Linked DNA regions of Mus musculus: regions 1, 3, 4, 5 and 6 are each linked to region 2. The links are chromatin contacts, called in public ChIA-PET and promoter capture Hi-C maps. All regions are on one chromosome and are shown on one strand. The core of a region is the stretch at or near the end of the contact, and the rest is flanking DNA. Distances in the headings are between cores, read along the strand shown. Region 1 holds the start of Tnfsf12 (tumor necrosis factor (ligand) superfamily, member 12). Region 2 holds the start of Arrb2 (arrestin, beta 2). Region 3 holds the start of Eif4a1 (eukaryotic translation initiation factor 4A1). Region 4 holds the start of Acap1 (ArfGAP with coiled-coil, ankyrin repeat and PH domains 1). Region 5 holds the start of Gps2 (G protein pathway suppressor 2). Region 6 holds the start of Tmem256 (transmembrane protein 256).

Evidence for each region. Promoter capture Hi-C pulls out the DNA fragments that hold promoters and counts their contacts. ChIA-PET counts read pairs in DNA pulled down with a chosen protein or histone mark.
Region 1: a promoter capture Hi-C map of liver shows a contact between it and region 2, with 2.4 times the contacts expected there. The contact joins the promoter of Tnfsf12 here to the promoter of Arrb2 in region 2. A contact is called at or near these places in 1 of 39 promoter capture datasets (liver) and 1 of 115 datasets of contacts at active chromatin or transcription factors (pancreatic cancer cells).
Region 3: a contact with region 2 is called in a promoter capture Hi-C map of neutrophils, with 3 times the contacts expected there. The contact joins the promoter of Eif4a1 here to the promoter of Arrb2 in region 2. A contact is called at or near these places in 5 of 39 promoter capture datasets (the HPC-7 cell line, cranial neural crest, liver and 2 more), 1 of 484 Hi-C or Micro-C datasets (CD8 T cells), 3 of 115 datasets of contacts at active chromatin or transcription factors (bone marrow-derived macrophages, memory CD8 T cells and pancreatic cancer cells) and 1 of 9 other capture datasets (liver).
Region 4: a contact with region 2 is called in an RNA polymerase II ChIA-PET map of memory CD8 T cells, with 7 read pairs. The contact joins the promoter of Acap1 here to the promoter of Arrb2 in region 2. A contact is called at or near these places in 2 of 115 datasets of contacts at active chromatin or transcription factors (memory CD8 T cells and pancreatic cancer cells).
Region 5: a promoter capture Hi-C map of embryonic stem cells shows a contact between it and region 2. The contact joins the promoter of Gps2 here to the promoter of Arrb2 in region 2. A contact is called at or near these places in 4 of 39 promoter capture datasets (the HPC-7 cell line, cranial neural crest, embryonic stem cells and 1 more), 2 of 484 Hi-C or Micro-C datasets (CD4 T cells and embryonic stem cells) and 3 of 115 datasets of contacts at active chromatin or transcription factors (memory CD8 T cells, microglia and pancreatic cancer cells).
Region 6: a contact with region 2 is called in an RNA polymerase II ChIA-PET map of memory CD8 T cells, with 7 read pairs. The contact joins the promoter of Tmem256 here to the promoter of Arrb2 in region 2.

What each region holds. Positions count from the first base shown.
Region 1 is chr11:69,694,739-69,698,213 of GRCm38.p6, forward strand. It overlaps Tnfsf12 (tumor necrosis factor (ligand) superfamily, member 12), which reads right to left and starts at 1,360. Exons shown (of 7, transcript NM_011614.3): 1 at 858-1,360; 2 at 656-703; 3 at 12-87. The coding sequence starts at 1,016. Tnfsfm13 (tumor necrosis factor (ligand) superfamily, membrane-bound member 13) reads right to left here and starts at 1,360. Exons shown (of 13, transcript NM_001159503.2): 1 at 858-1,360; 2 at 656-703; 3 at 12-87. The coding sequence starts at 1,016.
Region 2 is chr11:70,430,768-70,434,462 of GRCm38.p6, forward strand. It overlaps Arrb2 (arrestin, beta 2), which reads left to right and starts at 1,813. Exons shown (of 15, transcript NM_145429.5): 1 at 1,813-1,986. The coding sequence starts at 1,964.
Region 3 is chr11:69,670,815-69,674,582 of GRCm38.p6, forward strand. Eif4a1 (eukaryotic translation initiation factor 4A1) reads right to left here and starts at 1,609. Exons shown (of 11, transcript NM_144958.4): 1 at 1,465-1,609; 2 at 114-162. The coding sequence starts at 1,487. Senp3 (SUMO/sentrin specific peptidase 3) reads right to left here. Exons shown (of 11, transcript NM_030702.4): 8 at 3,655-3,768; 9 at 3,388-3,471; 10 at 3,233-3,283; 11 at 2,296-2,822. The coding sequence ends at 2,712.
Region 4 is chr11:69,893,430-69,897,195 of GRCm38.p6, forward strand. Acap1 (ArfGAP with coiled-coil, ankyrin repeat and PH domains 1) reads right to left here and starts at 2,110. Exons shown (of 22, transcript NM_153788.3): 1 at 1,857-2,110; 2 at 1,171-1,228. The coding sequence starts at 1,909.
Region 5 is chr11:69,911,941-69,915,598 of GRCm38.p6, forward strand. It overlaps Gps2 (G protein pathway suppressor 2), which reads left to right and starts at 2,080. Exons shown (of 10, transcript NM_019726.5): 1 at 2,080-2,493; 2 at 2,812-2,921; 3 at 2,993-3,105; 4 at 3,199-3,278; 5 at 3,368-3,450. The coding sequence starts at 2,400. Neurl4 (neuralized E3 ubiquitin protein ligase 4) reads left to right here. Exons shown (of 29, transcript NM_001013414.3): 28 at 1-154; 29 at 1,187-1,884. The coding sequence ends at 1,391.
Region 6 is chr11:69,836,207-69,840,186 of GRCm38.p6, forward strand. Tmem256 (transmembrane protein 256) reads left to right here and starts at 2,319. Exons shown (of 4, transcript NM_026982.1): 1 at 2,319-2,443; 2 at 2,714-2,745; 3 at 2,982-3,062; 4 at 3,160-3,352. The coding sequence starts at 2,359. The coding sequence ends at 3,303. Nlgn2 (neuroligin 2) reads right to left here and starts at 1,578. Exons shown (of 8, transcript NM_001364137.1): 1 at 842-1,578.

The sequences.
Region 1 (3,475 bases), core at 110-2,609, 740 kb before region 2:
CAGATGCTCACCACTTCTTCGAGGCCGGACTAGTTGTTCCAAGAAAGGTACCACATCCTGGCTTTCCTCTGTCTGGGGATTCAGTTCCTAGAGGAATTAAGGGCAGGGTTCAAACAGGACCTCCCAGAGACAAACAAGCAAAGAGCCTGTCAGAAGAACCATCAGCCAGTAACAGACACAAAACCTGGGAGGTTAGGGGTTGGCCAAACTGGAGAGTGAGGCTCAGCCCCAATCAACAACCTGCAGTCTACTCACACACACACACACGCACACGCACACGCACACGCACACGCACACGCACACACACACACCTGCACAGGATCTCAGGAAGGTGGGGCAGAGACAGACAGCATGTATGCATAGGTGATACATTATCATTCTCTGGTATCTGGTTCAGACGTCACAGCCAATCAGCACTTTCCACTCGGGCAGCACAACTCTCACCTTGGTAAAGTTGCCCCCTTATATCCAGATCACCCTCTTGTACACACCGACATACCCACGTGGGCTGGTTCACTCCGCACACTCAGTCTTAAACTAGTGCCAGCTGGAGTCTCCCTGCACACACCTCACACAACTGTCACAGCAAGCCAACGCTCAGTTTAGACACATTTTCCATGCTGGCATCCCGAACGCAGCATCCACACCTACTCACAGGGGGCTCCCGGCGGTCCTCTGCTGTCAGCTCCTCCTGAGAAGGCTCCTGCTGGGAAGGAGGCAGCGTCACCCTGTCCTTCTGACATCTCATCCTCCACCCCTTCTCCGATCCCCTGGCCCTCTGCCCACCCGGCCCCCATCTGCTTCTCTGCACTTTCTGCTCCTAAGATACCCAGAAAGGGGTATGCTGAGGGCCTCACCTGGGCAGACAGCGTTGCCCAGCTCCCCAGGCTGACCACGACCAGCAGGAGGCCAAGGCAGGCCAGCGCCAGGCCCAGGCTCAGCACCAGCGGGGCCAGCAGGGCGGTGCCCGGCTCCCCCCGGCGCCCCCTCCGCCTCTGGCTCCGACGGGCGGCCATGGGGGCGGGGGGCTGTGCCTGCCTCACCGCCCCCCCATCCCGGGACCCGAGGGATGGGGAGGGGGAGCTGGTGGGCGGATCGGGCCAGGGGAGAGGGAGGGACCAGGGAAGCGGGCCGGAGGGGGGGCGGATGAGGACAGGAAGCCGGACACTGTTTGTGTGATTAAACTCCAACCTCCCCGGAGTGCTGTGCAAGAAGTAAGAGACGTCCTGCGCCCGGGCGCGTGCAGGCAGGCGACCGCAGTGGCACTCCAGACCAAGAACTCTGAGGGCCAGTGAAAGCAGAAGTGGACAGGCACCCACCCAGGCCAGTGTGCCAGGGATGGGACGCGGGCCCTGGCCCCAGGAACTCAGCACCGCCCCAGTATGTTGAGCCCTCCCACGGCAATCATTAATCATGAAAATGCCCCCAAAGGGCTTGCCTATAGGCCAATCTGATGGACTCAGTTTCTGAGTTGAGATTCCCTCTTCCAGAATTCCCCCCAACTTGTTTCAAGTCTGCTAATTACCTCCTTCCCAGCATAGGTTATTTTTTCAGCTCATCCTGGTTTGGGTTTTGTTGTTGTTGTTCTTTTTGTTTGGTTTTGGGTGTTTTTTTGTTTTTTTGGTTTTTTTGGTTTTTGAAGACAGGGTTTCTCTGTGTAGCCCTGGCTGTCCTGGAACTCACTCTGTAGACCAGGCTGGCCTCGAACTCAGAAAGATCCCCCTGCCTCTGCCTCCTGAGTGCTGGGATTAATGCACCCTGGAGGCATGGATCACCACCTCTGCAATAAAGAATATGTTTTTAAAAGATAGTTTGTGGGCTGGTGAGATGGCTCAGTGGGTAAGAGCACCTGACTGCTCTTCTGAAGGTCAGGAGTTCAAATCCCAGCAACCACATGGTGGCTCACAACCATCCATAACGACCATAACGAGATCTCTTCTGGAGTGTCTGAAGACAGCTACAGTGTACTTACATATAAATAAATAAATCTTTAAAAAAAAAAAAGATAGTTTGTAAAGTTGTTTATGTGTACAGTGTGCAGCTATCTGAGCAGGAGGCCAGAGACAGCTGCCTCACTAGCTCTGCCCCTTGTTTTAGGGGAGATGGTGTGGTGACAATTCTGAAATTTTGTTTTTGTTGTTGTTTGGTTGTTTGGTTTTGTGGTTTTTGTTTGTTTTTTGTTTTTCTCAAGACAGGGTTTCTCTATGTAGCCCTGGCTATCCTGGAATTCACTTTGTAGACCAGGCTGCCCTTGAACTCAGAAATCCACCTGTCTTTGCCTCCTGAGTGCTAGGATTAAAGGTGTGTGCCACTACTGCCCAGCCCTGAGGAGAGTTTTTTGTTTTGTTTTGTTTTGCTTTTTGTTCTTTCAAGACTGGGTTTCTCTGTATAGCCCTGGCTGTCCTGGAACTCACTCTGTAGACCAGGCCTCAACTCAGAAATCCACCTGCCTCTGCCTCCCCAGTGCTGGGATTAAAGGTGTGTGCCACCAGGCCCGGCTGTCCTTTTTCTTCTATCTAATGATAGGAGGTGAGACACAGGGTGTGGGGTAATAAAAGGTGGGAAAGCACTTGGGAAACAGAGGCAGGCGAATTTCTGAGTTTGAGGCCAGCCTGTTCTATACAGTGTGTTCTAGGACAGCCAGGGCTACACAGAGAAACCCTGTCTCGAAGAAGAAGAAAAAATAAAAGTGGGGAAAAGAACCTATAAAGCAGCAAAGACCAACTACAAGCAGAGAAGAAACAAGAAGAAAGACATTAGATTCAAGGATCATCAACTCTCTCTCTCCCCTCCCCCACCCTCACCTCCGCTCTGTCTCTGGTCTACCCCTCTATCCTTCTTATCCTTACTTTGACTCATGGTCCTGGTCCAAGGTTGAAGGGCCACACTCAGTGATGGCCGTTCTGTTGCCAAAGTCCTAAGTAGCACAGGACATCACATGGTGACAGATAGGGAACATGAGAGTGACCAAACTGGCTTTATAGCCAATACCTTCTGAAGATAACCCACTAATTCATTCATTGCATGGATGGATTGATTCATCTACTATTGAGGGCAGAGCCCTAGTCACCTCTCAACCAGGTCCTGACCCACCTCTCACTATCTCCTAATGAGGATTAAATTCCAACATGAGTTTCAGAGAGACAAACCATATAAGGCCATAGAAGGTGATATAAGTAAAATGTATAAAAAGGGGGGAAAAAAACAGAATTAAAGAATAAATTAATGACTGAGGTAAAAATAATTAAGCTATAATAGGACAATACTATTTAATTGATAAAGTACCAAAAGATATTTTTTTGCCATATTTTTCTTAGAATGACGGGACTTATATCCATGGAGAGTTATGGCTTGACCATAGAGTGTCTCCCAAAAGCTGGGACCCAGTGAGACGTGAAGAGGTAGATTTTTGAGAAGTAGTTAGATCTCGATGGTCCTGATTATATCAATTGATGATTGATGGATTCAAACTTTA
Region 2 (3,695 bases), core at 563-3,062:
GAGACCTTGTCTCAAAGAATCATATTGGGGCTGAAGAGATGGCTCAGTGGTTAAGAGCACTTTTTGTTCTCACAGAGGATCTGGGTTCACTTTCTAGCACCCACGTGGAGGTTTATAACTGCCTGTAACTCTAGTTCCAGGGGATCTGATACCTCCATAGGCACTGTGCACACAAATGGTGATGACCATGCTTACATGCAGGCTAGCACTCAGACACATAAAGTGTAACACATTGTAACAATGAAAGAGCAGACTTAAAATGTGACAATAGAACGGGGGAGGGGTAAGCAGGTGTTAAACAAGGTCTATGTTTAAAAATTAAAGATGATCTGAGATTTTTTTTTCTCGTGTACATTGTTTTTCAAATGGAGAAAAGTGGAGAGAGAGGCATGAAGGTATTCCACTGAGGGGAAATGGGTAAGAGTAGAAGGAAGAGACCGAAGAGGAGAAAAACCTGTCTCTGTCAGTCACCCTTTTCACCCTCTGCCAAACCCAGTCAATGTTGCCCCAGCAACGAACCTCTAATATGGCCCCTCTGTTCCCCCTCCACTCCCTGTTCATCGTTTTCCCTTGACTAGCTTATCTTCTAGCGGTCTTGCTATGCTCTGTGTTACCGGAAAAGAGAAATCCCATCTCGACATTCCTCTGGTGAAAAACAAAATCCAATCAAATCATTGCTGGGCTGCGATTAAAGACAGAGCTTAGTGGTGAGTCCTTACCAAGCATGCGTGAGGCCTTAGCAGAAAATTACATTACATTAAATTAGATAAACACTACAGATCCTCAGGCTCTTTCTTTCACCTGCTATACAAAGCCTTCCGCAGTCTCTTCCTTCCACAGTCTGCAGCTCTCTGCCTCCTGCCATCTAACCCACAAGCACTCGTCTATAAAGAATGTCCTTTCCCCACTTCTGCCCATCCTTCAGAATGTCTGTCCTCAAATTTCCCATCCAATGGAGTGAGTGACTGCACTCCCTCCTCCCCCACGCTGGCCAAGCAAAGGCTTTTGGGCTTTTAGTTGCTTGATGTTCTGAGTCATACCTCTATTATAGCATTCCTGGGAGCATAATATAATACCTGTTCCTATGTCTCAAAGATCCCAGGAAAGTTAGGCCATGATAATTCATGTTTGGTCCCGATGGCTTGGCACAATGACTAACACGAAATGGAGAGGGAGGGAAGGATGAAGAAAATAAGAGATGGATGGAGTGGGTGAATGATAGCTAGGATAGACAGTCGAGATGACAAGGTCTGAAAAATGTTTTAATGTTTGACCCTGCACAAAAAAAAAAAAAAAAAAAAAAAAAAAAAAAAAAATCAAAGACGATACACCAGGGGGAGCTGAAGACCACAAGAACGCGGGAAAGGCAGGCCAAACGAGGCTGCAAGCTCAGGGATGAGCAGCGCGTCCCAAAGCAAGCATCATCACGCAACTGATACGGTGCATCCACGTGGGCAGCCCTTGGCCCTCAGAACTAGACAGCACTTGAGCTCATTCCCACCGCCCCCTCGATCCCGTCCCTCCTCCACTACAGTGAAAGCAAACAAAGGGGAGGTATCCCTGCAGGGCTACGGATACCAACGGCCAATCAGCTGCTTCTAATCTCCTCGAAGGCGGCCGCCTGCTTTTAAAGGGGCCCAATCTAGTTCTAAAAGCTTGAGGAGGGGCGGGGAGATCGGGAGTAGGGACGGCGCGGGGAGGCTTCCCCGAGGGAAACGGAGGGCGGAGGCGTGGGGCGGAGCCAGCTCGAGGAGGGCGGGCTGCGCCGCGGCGCGCGGGATCCGGCTGACGCAGCTGGCCCCGGCTCCCCGAGACCCAGACCGCGAGGGGAGGGGAAGGAGGAGAAAGAGTGAGGACGCGCGTGCGCAGTGGCGCGGGGAGGAGCGGGGACCTGGCAGCAGGCGAGGAGGCTGCGAGCGAGCCGCGAACCCGGCGGGCGGAGGGCGGCGAGCGCGCGCGCACCATGGGAGAAAAACCCGGGACCAGGTAAGGGAGGTGGGGCCGTGCCGCGGGGCATGGGCGGCTGCTCGTGGGGTGTGCCAGGTTGATCCACAGACAAGGACACCGGGGAAGAAACCCCGGGGCCGGACGCCTGGGTCCCTAGAGGGTAGCGGTCCGGGGCCGCAAGCCTTGGTCCTTGAGATATTGGAGTGGAGCGTGCGTGCTAGGGCTCCTGCAAAAAGCAAGACCTGATGGGGATCGGGAAACCCACGCCTGGGTTCTCGCAGAGATGTAGGAGTCGGACTACTGGGTTCTCTGTGCAGGCTGTGATGCAAGGGCGGAGGAAGGAGGAGCAGGTGGCCGGCCCCGAGGGGTTGTGTGCTGGGAGACTGGATGCTGGGAAGGGATTCCCCTAGACTCGTGCCCAACCAATGGAAAGCCTCCTGCCCAATACCCCACAGTCTGATTGCTCCCACCTGTCCCAAGGGCCCGATAGCTCTGCTACCAAACTTCTGCCTTCTAGGTTGCTAGGAGCAACAGCTTCTTCTTGAGAGAGAAGAGTGTGTAGGGACCCTCGCTGAAATTGGACTGTATTCCTCTCCTGGGGGTGGAGGGGAGAGGTAGTATCTCCCCTGGACACACATCCTCTCCCCGGATGTTCTCTGTGCAATCGAAGCTCCTTCCTTCCACTGATACCAGAGTTCTCTTTTTTGGTCTATAGCAAAATCCACTTCCTGTTGTGACCCAACACCCCCAAGAGGACATGGGGTGAATGCTTGAGTTCCAAAGGAGCAAGAGCTAAAGAATAGGTAGGGGCTATGTGCCTCAAGCCGGAGAGGACCAAGAATAAGGGCCTGATTATGAGCAGTGACTTCTGCAAAACATGGGATCAACCCCACCACTCCCACTGCCCTTAGAGTATGAGAAAGTAGGCATCTCAGCATTAAGAAGACCAATATCTGAGAGAGATGTCCACAGGGAAGACTGACCTCCTGGATTTGAGGTTAAACACCCCAGAGAAAGGGGAAGTCACTTACTTGGGGGGAGGCCCCCAAATTTCCGTTGTGTACTTCAGGGAGGGGGTAGATGGTCCAGAGAAAGACTGCTGACTTGGCATAATTCCCTACCATCTCATCAAATTCTGGGCCACAGGAAATGGAGAGAATGGCAGGAAGTGCTAAGAGGCATCTGCTTTAGCTGCACCCCCCCCCCCAAGCTGGGTACCTCCCTGGTCATTCCCTTACTCTGCCTCCTTGGCCAGCCTCAGTATGTGCCCACTGCCCGCTCCCTAACCAGGCAAGAGGTGGCTGGGGAAGATGTAGAGAGCAGATGCTCTGTAGTTACCCCAGGGCAATTGCCTGAGACACACTGGTTATGGCTGTCACAGGCTCTGTCAGGGCTCCCATTGGGGGAAAATACAGGGCAGGAAGAAACCAGAGGTAGAAGAGCTAGCCAGCCTAGGTGATGTCTGAGCTGTCAGCCCTAATTGGGACAGAAATTAGAGTGATTGTTCTAACTGCCACCATGTCCCAATGTGCCTTATTACTTGGGGATACGTAGGGGCGCCCTATGTATATGCCATATGACCCTAAGTATGACCCTGTGATGTATGGACAGCTTGGCTTTTGGGGAGGAAGAGACAAGTGGTTTTCTGAGCAGACATTTACATGGTGCTTGAAGGGAGGATGGAACACGGGGCATTATTCAGTGTGTTACCTGGGGTCCTTTCCCAGGAATTGCCCCTGGGGCAGCAT
Region 3 (3,768 bases), core at 359-2,858, 760 kb before region 2:
CCTCATCCTACAGGTTGCTCTGTTCTACCACTCCAAATGTCTAAGGTCACTGTCACGCTAAGGAAGTGCCTGTTCTGACAAAATAAAGTGGGAACCGCAGGTTCTGGTCTTACCTCGATGACGCCTTCCGGCTCCATCCCGTCGGGGCCATTGTCTCTGGATCTGTTGATTCAAAGCACTAGTTTTGCTTCATGCCTTGACCAGAGTGGAAGCAACCAGCCCATTCCCGATCCAACTCCCATGTACTCCCAAAGAACCATCAAGAGGCACTTCATAGAGTGACGCTCCTTTAAGATCAAGCGGCTGTAAAGGACTTCATTCACACACACATTCACACTCTCTCTCTCTCTCTCATACACAAAACGCCGAGATGCGGTCTTTGCAGCCAGGCCCACATGTTCTAGGTCTGGTGGATCAAAGCGCGTGCACCTCCTGGATGAACACCAAGGCCACCGGAAGTCCCGCCTTCCACCTCCGAGTTCCGTGGGTGGGCCATCCCCTTCCCCCCACGTCATGCCGCCCGCGCCCTCCCCCACTCCCTCTGGCCGGCCCCCCTCCACAGTACCCGGATGTGGGAGGCCGCGGGCGGTGGCGGCCTCGCGCACAATGAGCCCCAGCCGCGCTCGCAAAGGGGGAGATTGCACAACAGACAAGCGAAACAGGCTGGGGGAGGGGAATCTCTCAAGCGGCCATGTGCTCATTCGCTCCGCCACTCGGCGGCGTCTCCCCCGCCATGGAACAATCCGCAACCCGCCCGCCCCCGTCGAGAAATGGCGTCGCCCTCCCATACCTCAGGCCGCTCACCCCCGAAGGAAAGTGGACCTGCCCATCCGCAGTTTGCCAATTGCCCGGCTTGTGCGGCAAAATGGACCCGCCCGCCAGGCGCCGGGTGGGTTCCCCGTGCCTCACGCGGCCGCTCCTCCGGGTTAGGCTCTTTCCTGGCCGTCAAGAAGGCCAGCGCCCTGATCGGCCGGTTTCTTCTTCCCCGACCCACATTCCAAGCGCGACGGAGGGACTCGCTGAAGACCGGGGCACCCCTGCTTGTCGCGAGTGGTACCGCCAGAACTCTCCGGAACCCTCGCTCGCACGCCCTGCCCGACACAGGGAGGCAGCCAGACCAGCCGGCTCCGGGCCGCGCAGCCGCCTCTTTCCCACGTTATGTCGCGACCTCATCTTGCCTTTCAGTATCCGAGCTTCGCGTACGGCGTTCCCACAGGCCGAGGCCTCGTGACGAAGCTCGCGCCCTCCGCCCTAGCCAGGTCGTCCTTCCCCGTAACCACACTGGGGTCAGCGGCGGCCATGGGAATCTCCCCCACCCCCCCAACCCCGGACGGTTCCTCCCGGCTCGGTTCTCCCGCAACCTGGTAGGTTCGGTGCGATGGGCCTCTCAACTTCCCCACGGCGGGCCCTTTGGAGGGAACTACGGGGTAAGTAGCCATAACCTTTTGCAAAAGCCTTTCTTACCGAGAATCCTGACTCGCAGACATGATCCTTAGAATCTAGGGCGGAGTGCCCGCCTATCGACAACTTATAGAGCGTCCGACCCCGCCCCAGCCATCGCATTGGCTTGGCCACCTCTGCCCCGCCTGCCGGCGCTCTGCAACTCGACGTGACGTTACTTTGTAGGCGCTTTAGTTCGGACGCCCTATTGGGTAGTTTGAAAGCCCATCATGGCCTAGCCCCGCCCTATGGCCTCATTGGCTGAAGGGTCCGCCTTTCTCGCTGGTGCGGAAGTGACATACTTAAGTCGGGCCTCGCGGCGGGGCAGCCATCTTGGAACCCAGCACCTTTACACGTGCGGAGGCGATCGTGCCTTAGTCATGTGGCTCAGCAGGTCCTATCAAGCGACGGGGGTGAGGCCTTAGCCTCCAGGAACTTCCGGGCAGTCTGGACTGCCACTTTCCTTTACCTGGGTTTTCTTTACAGGACAAGTTTTATTTATTCTTCCGTTCAGGAAAATATTGTAGCGATATCTCATTGGATAGTAAGTTTCCCCGACTGGAGACAAAAAGGATGGAACCCACTTTTGGGTTAAAGGGCATAGGGGGATAAGCTGTCAAGGATTGTCCCACTCAATCACTGGTTCATTTAGTATGTTTCCAGTTTCTCCTGGGCTTCCTTACATGAATAAGCGAGTCTTAATTCATATTTACTGCCATCTGCTCCCCGGGGATGGCATCTATCGAAAGCTGGACTCTCAAGCCCTGAAATGGGGATCGCTAACAGTGTTAGCTGGAAGAAGACCTGAGATAAAGCACAGCCACTATTTTGAGGCCCCTTAAGGAAGACCACCACTTGCATATCTTCAAAGGATCCTTTATTGACCAGAGCAGGACCGTGGCATTTTTATATATATTTATATATATAAAAAAAAGTTTGAAGATCGGGCAGGCAGTAATCCCTTTGCGCGTCCACCACCCCCACACTGTTTTCCTGCCCTCTGAACATGGAAGGAGGAATGGCTGCTCCACCTAGGCCACAAGGCAACATTCTCCTATAGAGGGAGAAAGAGGCTTGCTTTTATGTGGCCATTCCCTTCCCATCAGAAATCAATATACTCGCAGCAAAAAAAAACAAAATACAGAAACCAAACATTTAAATATGAAAATCCAAAGGGAATTGGGTAGAGAAACAAAAAGGAACTAGAGTTTCTTGGGAAGGGTCTCCCTTTCCCCTGCCCACTGATGGGCTAAGGGTCTGGGGTATGAGGCTCACACAGTGAGTTTGCAGTGACACAGTTCCTTGTAGATCTGACGACGGAGTTTGGGCATGTCCTGCTGGGTGAAGCTGAATGGCTGAGACAGGGCCAGGTGCTTGCAGTACTGGGTGTTAACAAAGTAGACCATGAGAACAGTTTACTGAGCACCCTCCCAAGTCAGGACCTGTGCTACACATTTCACACAAAATACATCTTAATTTCTCAGAAAATATCTGTTTCTCATACACACTGCCATTATAGACTAAGCCTGGGGCTTCAACAAGCCTACATAATATATCTGGTGTTTAAACTGGAAAATATATTTAGTTGGATGTTGGGAAGCCTCTATATCAGGACCAAAGCCAGAGATACAGTCCCAACTGAGGATGGAGAAAACCAATGAAACCAGGGTTTCTGTGCTAACACATAAAAGTACACCCTGCTGTGCAATCTGACTGAACCAAATGAGGCAAGAGCTACCAACAACCCCTAAGCTACTGACTGAGAGCTAAGAAGACCTTATCATTTGCTTACCTGTAATACAAAGGCACCACAGTCACTGTCATTATTCTGCCTGGCCACATTCTAGGGAATAGAAAGCAAGAATCTGTTCACTTGGAGACTCCTAGAGGTTACGAATTCAATTGCTGCCTCCTATCAAACTATTCCATTTTTCTCTGGAAACTCACCATTTTGAAGTAACCTTTCCAGCCCTGATGGAAGTCCAGTCGGTCTTTTTTGACTGCCTCTGCCTGTAGATACTTGGCAATATGCTATGTGGGCAAGAAAAAAGAAAGTGACACCTTAATCACCTGCCAGTGTAACACAGAGTGTGCTGGTGGGAAACATCACACCCACTCACTCCTCGGACTCCAAGCCCACGCTTCTTCCTGAAATGGCTTGCTGCCACATCTCCCTACAATTTTACTACTTGTTTCCCCACAACCTCCTCAAACCTTAGGGCAGCGGCGATTTAGAGTTCGCTGGGAGTCAAAATAGGTGATGGTACGTCGCCTTACATCAACTGAGATAAGGGACCAGTGCACCTCCAGATGGATGGGGATTAGCAG
Region 4 (3,766 bases), core at 860-3,359, 540 kb before region 2:
AACCACATGGTGGCTCACAACCATCTGTAATGGGATCTGATGCCCTCTCCTGGTGTGTCTGAAGACAGCTACAGTGTACTCATATACATAAAATAAATAAATTTTTTAAAAAAGTTCAATTAGAACCATTTGAGGGGTTGGAGAGATGGCTCAGTGACTACGTGCACTGGCTGCTCATGCAAAGGACTCAGGTTCAATTCCCAGCATCCACATTGTGGCTCACAACTGCAACTCCAATTCCAGAGGATCCAATGCCCTCTGCTAGCCTCTGTAGCAGCCACTAGGTGTGGACATGGTTCACAGACATTTACCCAGATAAAACAGCCAAATATATATACTGAAATAATATCAATAATGTTTTAAGAAGTGTTTGCTCTGGGGATGTAGCTGGTGGGGGAACCCGGCCTGTCTAACATGCACAAAGATGAATTCCATCTCCAGGGGGGAAATAGAGGTCAGAGGATTGGGAATTCAAGACCAGGCTCAACTACAGGTAAATTCAAAGCTAGCCTGAACTACATGTGACCCTGTCTCAAAAAGTATATATTAATATGTTAATAATTTACATACACACACACACACACACACACACACACACACACACATATATGTATGTATTTCAGGCAGGGTTTCTCTTCTGTCCTAGAACTTACTATGTAAACAGACCAAGCTATCTTAGAACTCACAAGAGATTCATCTGCCTCTGCCTCCCAAGTGCTGGGATCTGGGTACGCAGCCCCATTCCCAGCTTTTTTTTTAGCCCTAGCTGGCCTAGAACTCACAGAGATCTGCCTGTTTCAGCTTCACCAGTGTTAGGATTAAAGGCATGAGCCAGTACATCCAGATTTTGGGGTGGGGGGGTCAAGACAGGGTTTCTCTGTGTAGCCCTGGCTATCCTGGAACTCACTTTGTAGACCAGGCTGGCCTCCAACTCAAAAATCTGCCTGCCTCTGCCTCCCAAGTGCTGGGATTAAAGGCGTGCGCCACCACGCCCAGCAACATCCAGATTTTAAATATAATTGTGTGTGTGTGTGTGTGCCAGGCACAGTTAACTTTCAATGACTCTAACGCATTCCCAGTCTCCCGCCATCTCCCTGACCTTTTATTTTAATTTTATTCTAATCTTTTATTTTAATCTGACTCTGCATCTTTTCTCCATGACGTGGTCACCTTTTCCAGGCGGGTCTCCAATTCTGACACTTCAGTTTCCACCAGTTCAATCGAGGCTCTGGGAAAGAATGGACAGCACTTAGGTCCACTGGGCCTCTGCTTAGCATCAGGGGCAGGGTTGGCGTCATGGGGTGATGGGTATGCACAGACCAAGCAGAGTCCAGACAGTTTCTGCTCTTGTGCTGCTGTGCACATTCTAAGCTTCAATAACCCAGACCAGAGCAGGAAGAGTAGGAGGGTGGATGTGGCCAGGGCAGGAAGTTGCTAACCGCCCCGGGGCAGGTGCTGGGGGAGGGGATGCCGTGAGAAGGAAGGAGGAATGCCAATTATAAAGACCAGAAGGGGCAGAAAGGCAGAGTAAAGTGAGCTTCGGAGAGCATGGAGGTTCTGTTATTAAAGGGTTTTTTTTTTTTTTTTTTTTTTTTTTTTTTACTCTGTAGCCCAGGTTAGCCTGGAACACTTAACAACCTTCCTGCCTCAGCCTCCCAAGTGCTGGGGTTCCATGCCTGATTTGAGAGCCTGGCTTGAGTGGTAGAGGCACTAGGTCCCACCAGTTCCCTCTGGTCCCTGTGGCCTAGGCTCTAAGGTTGGTCCTGCCTGGGGAATGCTGGGGGTGGGTGGGTGGGTGTTGGGACCTATTGGGCCTTCCTTCCCCTCCTTAGTCTCATGGACCTGCACACACTTACCGGAAGCGGGGTGAGTCCTTGAGACATTCTTCAAAATCTAGCTTGACCGTCATCTCAGATGACTTGCTTTGGGGGCCTGGGGGGCCCTGGAGGTCAGGTAGGTGGGGATGTAGGCAGATGCACTCCCCACCCCCCAAGAGGGGTATTAATGGAGAAGAATCCTCTGGTAGGAAGAGCCTGGGTCTGGAATTCTTTCCCCAAAGGGAACGGGGTAACCCAGGAGGAGCTCTAACCCCACCACTTCTAGGCAGCTCTGGGAGGGGTAGGGGTGGGGCCTGGGCGGAGGGGGGTGCTGAGATCACAGAAACCACAGTCCCTCCCCCAGAGACTGCCTGCTGTCACCTTCCATCTGGGACACTGGTCTTTCTCTGCTGCTTTCTCCATTGGTGAATAAATTTTTTGAGGGGGAAATGATGGTCTAGAGTCAAATCTGTCTCTGTCACTTAAGACTTTGTGTGATTAGTTGGGCATAGTGCTACATGCCTTTAATTACAGCAGAGACAGGCAGATCTCTGTGAGATCAAGGCCAGTGTGATCTACAGAGCAAGTCACAGGCCTGCCAGGGCTACACAGCGAGACCCTGTCTACACAAAAACCAGTGTGACACTGAACAAGTTCTCTGACCCTTCAGTTCCCTCATCTGGGAGACAAAAAAGCGAGGGGCAGCGCACGCCTTTCATCCAAGCACTCAGTGGGTGGATCTCTGAGTCTGAGGCCAGCTGGTCCAGAGTGAGCTCCAGGACAGCCAGGTCTACACAGAGAAATCCTGTGTCTTTGTCAGGGTTTCAATTCTTGCACAAAAGCAAATTGGGGAGGAAAGGGTTTGTTCAGCTTACACTTCCACACTGCTATTCATCACCAAAGGAAGTCAGGACTAAAACTCAAGCAGGTCAGGAAGCAGGAGCTGATGCAGAGGCCATGGAGGGATGTTACTTACTGGCTTGCTTCCCCTGGCTTGCTCAGCTTGGTTTCCTTCTTTCTTTCTTTTTAAAATTTATTTATTATATATAAGTACACTGTAGCTGCCTTCAGACACAACAGAAGAAGGTGTCAGATGCCATTACAGATGGCTGTGAGCCACCATGTGGTTGCTGGGAATTGAACTCAGGACCTCTGGAAGAACAGACAGTGCTCTTAACCACTGAGCCATCTCCCCAACCCCTCAGCTTGGTTTCTTATGGAACCCAGGACTACCAGCCCAGGATGACACTACCCACAATGGGCCATTACCCCCTTGATCACTAATTGAGAAAATACCTTACATGGATTCTCCAGATCTCATGGAGGCATTTCCTCAAGGGAGGCTCCTTTCTGTGTGATAACTCCAGCTTGTGTCAAGTTGACACACAAAACCAGCCAGTACACCCTGCCTCAAAGATGGTGTTAATAAATGTACAGTATGCTGATTCTATCAGACATGGACATTCTGCTGCAAGGTTGGGCCTTTTCAAGACCCTAGGTTTTGGGACCAGCAAAGTGGCCCACTGTGTAAAAGTGTTTTTCACACATCCAGTCTGACAACCCAAGTTTGACCCCAGAAACCCTAGCAGAACTTATTATGGAAAGTTCCTCTAACCTCGGACCTCCACAGGTGTACCATGTTAACCAAATAAACCAACAGTGAGTTTTTATTTGTTGTTGTTGTTGGCTTTTTCTTTCTTTTTTTTTTTTTTTTTTTTTTTTGTTTCTGAGACAGGGTTTCTCTGTGTAGCCCTGGCTGTCCTGGAACTCACTCTGTAGACCAGGCTGGCCTCGAACTCAGAAATCTGCCTGCCTCTGCCTCCCAAGTGCTGGGATTAAAGGCGTGTGCCACCACGTCGGGCAATAGTGAGTTTTTAAAGCCCTGGTTTTGTTTTGTGTTCTGAAGCAGGCTCTCACTTCGTAGAACAGACTGTGCTTGATTTTGTGAC
Region 5 (3,658 bases), core at 830-3,329, 520 kb before region 2:
TCCTGAGCTGCCGACCTTTGAAGGGAGAGCCTGGGGTGGGATTTGAGGAGCCTGGTGAGAACTGTGCACCTCCCCGGGAAGAGCAGCCCCCTCCAGTGCTGCTCTCCCCCTCCCTTCAGTATGCCGGGGCAGAGATGCTGGCCTCCAAAGTGCAGTGAGTACATGCCGGGAGCACTAGGGGCTCAGGGCTGTGCTCAGTCACCCACCGCACCCTTCCTGCCCTGCTTGTTCCTGGATGCACCTTTACCTGTCACTGTTCCTCCTTCCCTCCCGTAATACACACGCATGCGCGCGCACACACACACATATGCACGCACACACACACAGAGGCACGGTTTCTCTATGTATCCCTGGCTGTCCTAGAACTCATTCTGTAGACCAAGTTGGCCTTGAACCTAGAAATTCTAATTCCAGTGCTGGGATTAAACACATGGGCCACAGGGAATCAGATTCCATTATAGATGGTTGTAAGCGGTGCTGGGAATTGAACTCAGGACCTCTTGAAGAACAGCCATCTCTCCAGCCCCTTTTGGTTTTTTTGTTTTTGTTTTTGTTTTTGTTTTTCTTAAAACAGGATGTCAAGTAGTCCAAGCTGGCCTCACATTCATGTTTGGTTTGTATCTGAAGCCGGCCTTGAACACTCAGTTCCTGGTTCCATCTCCATGCTGAGTGTGGATTAGATGAGTGCATCTGTAGGCCTGTTTTTCTGAATGTGTATGGATACCAAGTCTTTCAAAATATCCTGCACCAGGCAATGGGTTTGACCCCTTGTACTACCTAAACTGTGCTTGCGCATTGTAACAAATTCCTGGAGTCCTAACACTAAGTGGCAGGGTCAGTGGGTCGGAAGTTTAAGGTTGTCCTTCCTTTATAGGGAGGTTGACTCCAGCCTGGTAGAGACCCTATACTGTCTCCCAAAAGTGGGTGAAGTAGATGAGAAGTGCACTTGGAGTGTTTGGAAGACGTGAACTAGAGTGCCAGGGTAAATAAACACATGAAGAGTGCTGGGGAGGAGTTAGCTGAGCAGGCCAGGGGAGGAGAGTACTACATACACAATAGTTGGTGCTAAGCCAGTCACGGTGAACAGTATTTCCCAGAAAACAGCAAGGCCTGGGTGGAGGGGGCAGAATTAGCAGTCATGGACCTTGGGAGCCTTACTCTTCTCTCGTTTCTGCTTGGCTAACAGATTCCGGGACCCAAAATCCCAGCGGACACACCAGGCTCAGGTGGCCTTTCAGGTGTGTGTGCGCCCTGGCTCCTATACTCCTGGCCCTCCCTCTGCGGCCCTCAGAGAACTTCCTGACCAGCACTTCAGCCCATCGGAACTTGAGTGGGTCACTAAGGAGAAGGGAGCCACACTCCTCTATGCCCTGCTGGTACGAGTGGAATAAGGGGTGACATACCACTACTCCAAGCACAGCCGGGCCTCAAGCCCAGGACTCTTGAATGACGACTGCCTCCACCTCATTCCCGTGACTGAGAGCATGTCCAGTGCTGTCCTGGCAAGGAGGAGCACGTAGGCAGGCTTTGATTTAGAGCAGGTGTGAAGCACATCTCTACATTCAGGGCCCAGCACACTCCCTCTGCTGAGAGGGAGCCCAGCTCGTCTCGGGGTCCCCCCTTCATGCACTGACTTGGGGAACATGACTCCCTATTATTACCCTCCCCCATATCACTTAATTTATTTCCGTTTTTGTTTCTGGTTACTGTGAATCCCAAAGGAGTCTCTCTGTGCCCACATGAAGCTGCTTTTTCCGTGGCCACTGGGCGCCATGGGGAGGGAGTGGGTAAAAGGAAGGGCTGCCCGAGGACGCTGTGGGCCTCTGTACAGTTGTTACTGACTCTGATTTCTAAGGAGCCAATAAATACTGTCTTCAGAGCATCTGCCTCCGCCTCTGTCTCCCGCGGCCTCGCGAGTGAAGAGTTCTAGGGGCTTTATCATCCCAGGCCGCTCTGTAAATCCACATGGAGTTTGGACATCCCGGCACCCGTCTCTAAGCGCTTCCGCCTTCCCTTTCCTCCAATCGGCTGTGCCGTTTGCCGTCGTGACTCCGGAAGGATTTATCCTGGCCGCCGGATATGACGTAGAGGCCAAGGCGCGCCGAAGGCCTCGGAGAAAGCGCCGACAAGGCGGGTTGCGGGGGTTGGCGCCAGGGCTACGAGGGAGGGGCGGGGGCGCGGAGCCTAAGACCCTCGCACGCGCCCCGGCGCTGAGGCAGAGACCCCGGAGGGACGCTGGTGCCCGGGACACGTGATCGAAGTGGCGAGCGGGCGGCGGACGGGCTTCCGCTTCGGCGCGTCGCAGTCTCTCTAAGCTCCCACTTCCCTGCAGGCCCCGCCTGAGGTCTGGCAGTCAGTGAGAGTCGGGTGCCCACTGCCCAAGCGTCACCAACAGCATCATGCCCGCACTCCTGGAGCGCCCCAAGCTTTCCAACGCTATGGCCAGGGCTCTGCACCGGCACATCATGATGGAGCGGGAGCGCAAACGGCAGGGTGAGCCTGGGCCAGAGCGGGAGGACAGACACTCGGCTCAGGGTGGCCCTGCTACCCACGAACTTGCCCCCATCCACGGGCCCAGCTGTGCGCCTGCTGGCGAGGCTAAGAGGGAGGCAGCGGCGCCTTCGGGGTGTGAGTGAAGAGGCCCAGTCTAAGTTCCAGACCAGAACCCTGGGCTGGGAAGGACCTTGGAGAGCACCTAATGAAGCCAAGTTCTCCCTGTGGCTGTGATGGAGTAACTGGTTTTTGCTGGTCTTCAGTCTAACGCTCAGCTTATTCACACCGCCTTGCCACTTCCCCGTTCTGATTCTTCAGAGGAGGAAGAGGTGGACAAGATGATGGAACAGAAGATGAAAGAAGAGCAGGAGAGAAGAAAGAAAAAGGAAATGGAAGAGAGAATGTCACTAGAGGAGACCAAGGAACAGGTAAGTAGCCTCTCCACACTTGTTTCTCGATGCCTTCTTTTCCCTGCTTTAGCTGCTCGTCCCTCTTCCAGATCCTGAAGCTGCAGGAGAAGCTTTCTGCTCTACAGGAGGAGAAGCACCAGCTTTTCTTGCAGCTCAAGAAAGTTTTGCATGAGGAAGAAAAACGGAGGCGAAAGGAACAGAGGTGTGATGAGATGGCTAAAAGTAAAATTGTGCAGTGGCACAGGTGACAATCTAATAGCAAGAGGCTAACTGACCTGTCTTCCTTCCACTCCAGTGACTTAACCACTCTGACATCAGCTGCATACCAGCAGAGCCTGACGGTTCATACAGGAACCCACCTCCTCAGCATGCAGGGTGAGAGGACTGAGGAAACCGCCTAACAGGGGAGTTCTCCAGGAGGTCGCTGCCTATTTTAGCATCGTGAAACCTCTCCCCCTTTCTAGGGAGCCCTGGAGGACACAATCGCCCAGGTACTCTGATGGCAGCTGACAGAGCCAAGCAGATGTTTGGACCACAAGTGCTTACGGTGAGGGAAAGGTTTTTTGATTTTTTTTAACTCTTCAGGCTGGCTTTTTAAGTTACTAGCCAAGACTAGTCTTGAAATCTGATCCTAACTCCATGTCTCCTCCTTCTGTGGATCAGTACTGTTAATCCCAATCATTCAAGAACAAATATACCAAGCATGTGTATGTAGGAGCTGAGCGTAAAGGCATATATATATACATATGGGGTTT
Region 6 (3,980 bases), core at 1,069-3,568, 590 kb before region 2:
TCCCATCAGCTGAAGGGGGGGTTGTAGTTGACCCCCCCCCAATCTCTTTTTCCTATGCCAGGCTGGGCCTTGCTATCTCTTCCCTCTTCTCCCATCATGTCCTGCCTCAGTCACCCCTTTCCCTTAAGGTACTTTGGGCCCCTTGCCTCCTCTCCTCTAACTAGCTTTTCTCTCTTCCCCTCCCACTAGAGCCCCCCCCCCCCCATCTTTCTCCTCCGAACAGGGTCCCTTGGAGCATCTTTCCTTGGCCTTAACTGGCTTGCTCCAGCTCTTGCCTTCAGTCTCTCACCCCTCAGTCTTTTCTCATTTCTGTCTCCTTGGTGTTTCTCATCGCTCTCTCCTCCAAATACCTTCTCTGATTTTCTCCCTCAAGTGCTCTCTCTCTCTCTCCTTTTTTCTATTACTCTCTCCCCCATTTTCTCTCTTCATCTCTGTCTGCCACATCTTGCTCCCCCCTCCTCCCGATCCCTCTGCCTTGCTCTTCCATTCCAGCCCAGGCCCGACTCCCCCAACCGGGGAGAGTTGAGGGACGGGGGCTCAGGCCGCAGCCCCCCCCCCTTCCTGCAGTGGGGAAAATGGCTTGGCCGGGAAGGGGAGAAGGAGGGGGAGGGGGAGATGGGAACACACGGGGTCTGTGGGCCCATTCAAAGGATCATTCATGGACTGGAGAGAGGCAGAGACAAAGAGACCAAGACGCAGAGACACGGCGAGAGCATCCTTAGGCGGAGACACGCAGACAGAGCAGGCTGAGGGAAACCAGGCGCAGGGAGGAATATGGGAAGAGGAAGACCCCAATGGACCGCCGCGCAGCCCCCTCCACCCAGCATGGCTTAGCTCCTACCTGGATCAGCCCTGGGGCCGTGGTGCCTCCATCCAGGGCTCCGAGCGGGGGGCGGACGGGTTTCAGAAGGGGGGCGGCGGCCTCTGAGCCCCCGCGGCCCCGCAGGCCCAGCCCCCGCCTGCAGCGCCTCACCCGGCGGGGGAGGGGGATCGCCCCAGCCCCGGGGGGCGGGGCCGGAATCCAGTCGATCCCCAGGAAAAGGAAAGCTAGGGTATAGGGTCAGAGAGAGCTCAAGAACAGGGAACCCCGCAGTGGGAAAGGCTGAGCCAGGAGGGAGCAATGGGACAGGACTAGATTGGAGATCCACTGGTTCTCTGGGATGGCTTCGAGGGACCAGGAGGCGGTTCAGGCGACAGATCCTAAGGGATCGGGTGCTGGAGGAGGAGTCCACGGCAATCCCTAGGGGCCCGGAGCCCCGGAGCGCAGAATCCGCGGTGCAGGGGCAGGGATCCAGCCGGAATCCTCGGGGAGGGGGAGGGATCTAGTCGATCCCGAGGGCGGGCGGGAGGGAGATCCGGGGAGTCAGAAGAGGGCGGGGGCCGAGTCCCGAGCCTCGAGGCAGAGGTCGGTGCGGCTCCTAGGAAGGAAGGCAAGGGCTAGGGGAGGCTTTGGGAAATGCTCAGTAGCCAGGAGGCCCGGACTCCTGGCTCTGCGCGCCAGGGCCCGCCCGCCCCGCGTCCATCCCAGCTCGAGAGTGATGATCCGCCGGCGGAGCAGCCGCAGCAGCCCCGCGCGTCACCGCGCGGCCGCCTCCCCCGCCCCCTGCCGAGAGAGCGGCGCACACCCCTCGCTTGCACCCGCCTGCCCACCCGCCCTCTGGAGTGTGGGGGGGGATTGAAGACAGTGAAAGGGGTGGGAGTGGACAGACGGACGGATGGACGTAGCGAACTAGAGCAGGGTGAAGACATCTCTCCCCCCGCCCCCCCGGATCTCCCACCCTCTGGGCTCTCCGGGTCTAGCAAGGGGGAGAACAGCTGAACTATAGAGGGCAGGGCATCACACGAAGAAGGCGGGGCCTCTAGGCACAGAGGCGGAGCCATCGTGGGATGGGAGGGGTTTGATGGCAATAGGTGGAGCTTAGAAATCCGTGGGGCCGCCCCTTTTGAGGAGTGGGTCTGGTTTGAAGCAGAACAGGAGGAGCCTGTAGAAAAAGGGGTGGAACTTTGTGGGGGACCGATATCTTTGCAAATTAGCTGGAGGTGTGGGGTTGGGGTGTCGAAGAGGCGATCAACTTGGAAAGTGGGCCAATCCGTGACGCAAATCCTCTAGTCCCACCCTCAACCCCGCCTCCCACTGCTCCGCTCCTCCGCTCCTAATTGGTTCTAGTTTCTCCGCCCGCCAGACATCTTCTCCATTCAACAGAAGTTTTACAAAGGCGTCTGTAAGGGAACCGGGGCTCTGAAATGAACATAGCCCTGATTGGGCATTTTTGGACCTTATTTGCATGGGCAATCGGGATTGGCTGGCTTGTTGGGTGGTCAGGGCGGTGTTGGTTCCGCGCGTGACCACCCACAGCTATGGCCGGGGTAGGGGCTGCTTTCCGCCGCCTAGGTGCCTTGTCCGGAGCTGGGGCCTTGGGTTTGGCCTCCTACGGGGCACACGGTCAGGGGACGTGGGATGCAGCTGGGCTGGGGGCAATCTTTGGGATCTGGTGCGGGGAGGGACCTATAGGAAGTGTCTTGTCTTTTATGGAATAGAGATCCCTTGGAACCCCGAACCTTCAAGTTTGTCTTTAGGTCCAAAAGCGTCTCAGTACTACATCTGTTTCCACCAGTCAGAAGCTTCCAGGGATGCAGTGTCTACTTAGGTGCCCCTGGGGTTTGAGAGGGTCTAAGCCAATACAGTTCTGATTGGTTTTGCATCTCTCTACAGGCGCTCAGTTTCCGGATGCCTACGGGAAGGAGGTGAAGTAACAGTTCTGGGACTCCTGGACTTGGCGCGATGTTTGGGTGTCCTTAAACTGGGAGGGGGTGGGGAGATGAATGGGAAGGCAGTCAAGTGTAGGTCTCTACTGCAAGGACTGCAGGCCTGTGGCTTGAAGACCTGGGGGAGCAGCAAACTGAGCCGTCAGAGGTGACAGTGTTAATGGACTTCGGTCCTATGTTGCTTAGAAAATCTCTCTCTTCTCTTTTTCTTACAGCTCTTTGACAAGGCCAACAAACACCACTTTTTGCACAGCCTGGCCCTGTTAGGGGTACCCTCTTGCAGAAAACCTGTCTGGGTAACCAATTCCCTTGCCTAATTTAAATCAAACCTCATTTACTCCCTCATGTTGCTTTGTTCTTAAAATTCTGTATTCTGTTCTCTGCCTCTTCCAGGCAGGATTACTGTTAGCTTCTGGAACTACCTTATTCTGCACCAGCTTCTACTACCAGGCTCTGAGTGGAGACACCAGCATCCAGACTCTGGGGCCTGTGGGAGGGAGCCTGCTAATCTTGGGCTGGCTTGCCTTGGCTTTTTGAAGTCTCTTGTTTAAGCGCCCAGTCCTGGCCTTTCTGGGTAATTGGGCGCAGAGGGAAGGAGCCAATGTTGAAGCAGAAAAGAAATTAAAAGAAAAAGGCATATAAAGAACTTTGGTGTCTTTATTCATCTAACATTGAGCAAGGGAGGGCAGAGAGTCTACCTTTGAATTTGCATTTCTAACTACAAAGATCCTCTGGTTCTGGAATTCCAATCTTTACAAGGTGTTGTAATTGTGTGTAGGGCTCATAAAGAGCGCTTGAACTAATGGAGCCTCTTACCTAAAGAGCACATGAGGGGCTGGAGAGATGGCTCAGTGGTTAAGAGCGCCGACTGCTGATCCTGAGTTCAAATCCCAGCAACTACATGGTGGCTCACAACCATCCGTTATGAGATCTGACGCTCTCTTCTGGTGCATCTGAAGTCAGCTACAGTGTACTTAGCTTTTATAATAATAAACAAATCTTTTTTTAAAAAACACATGGGAATGTAGATTTTAGTAATTTCATTCATGTAGTTCATTGGAGTTCCCCTCCAAACTCCCCCATATTGAGGGTTGACCCCAGAGCCTTGGGAATGGTGGGCAGTTTTTCTTCTGTTGAGTTGTATGTCCAGGTGCTTCCTTCCTTAGCCTCCTGGTTGCTGAGATTACAGGTGTGTACACCCACCTTTGTTAGAA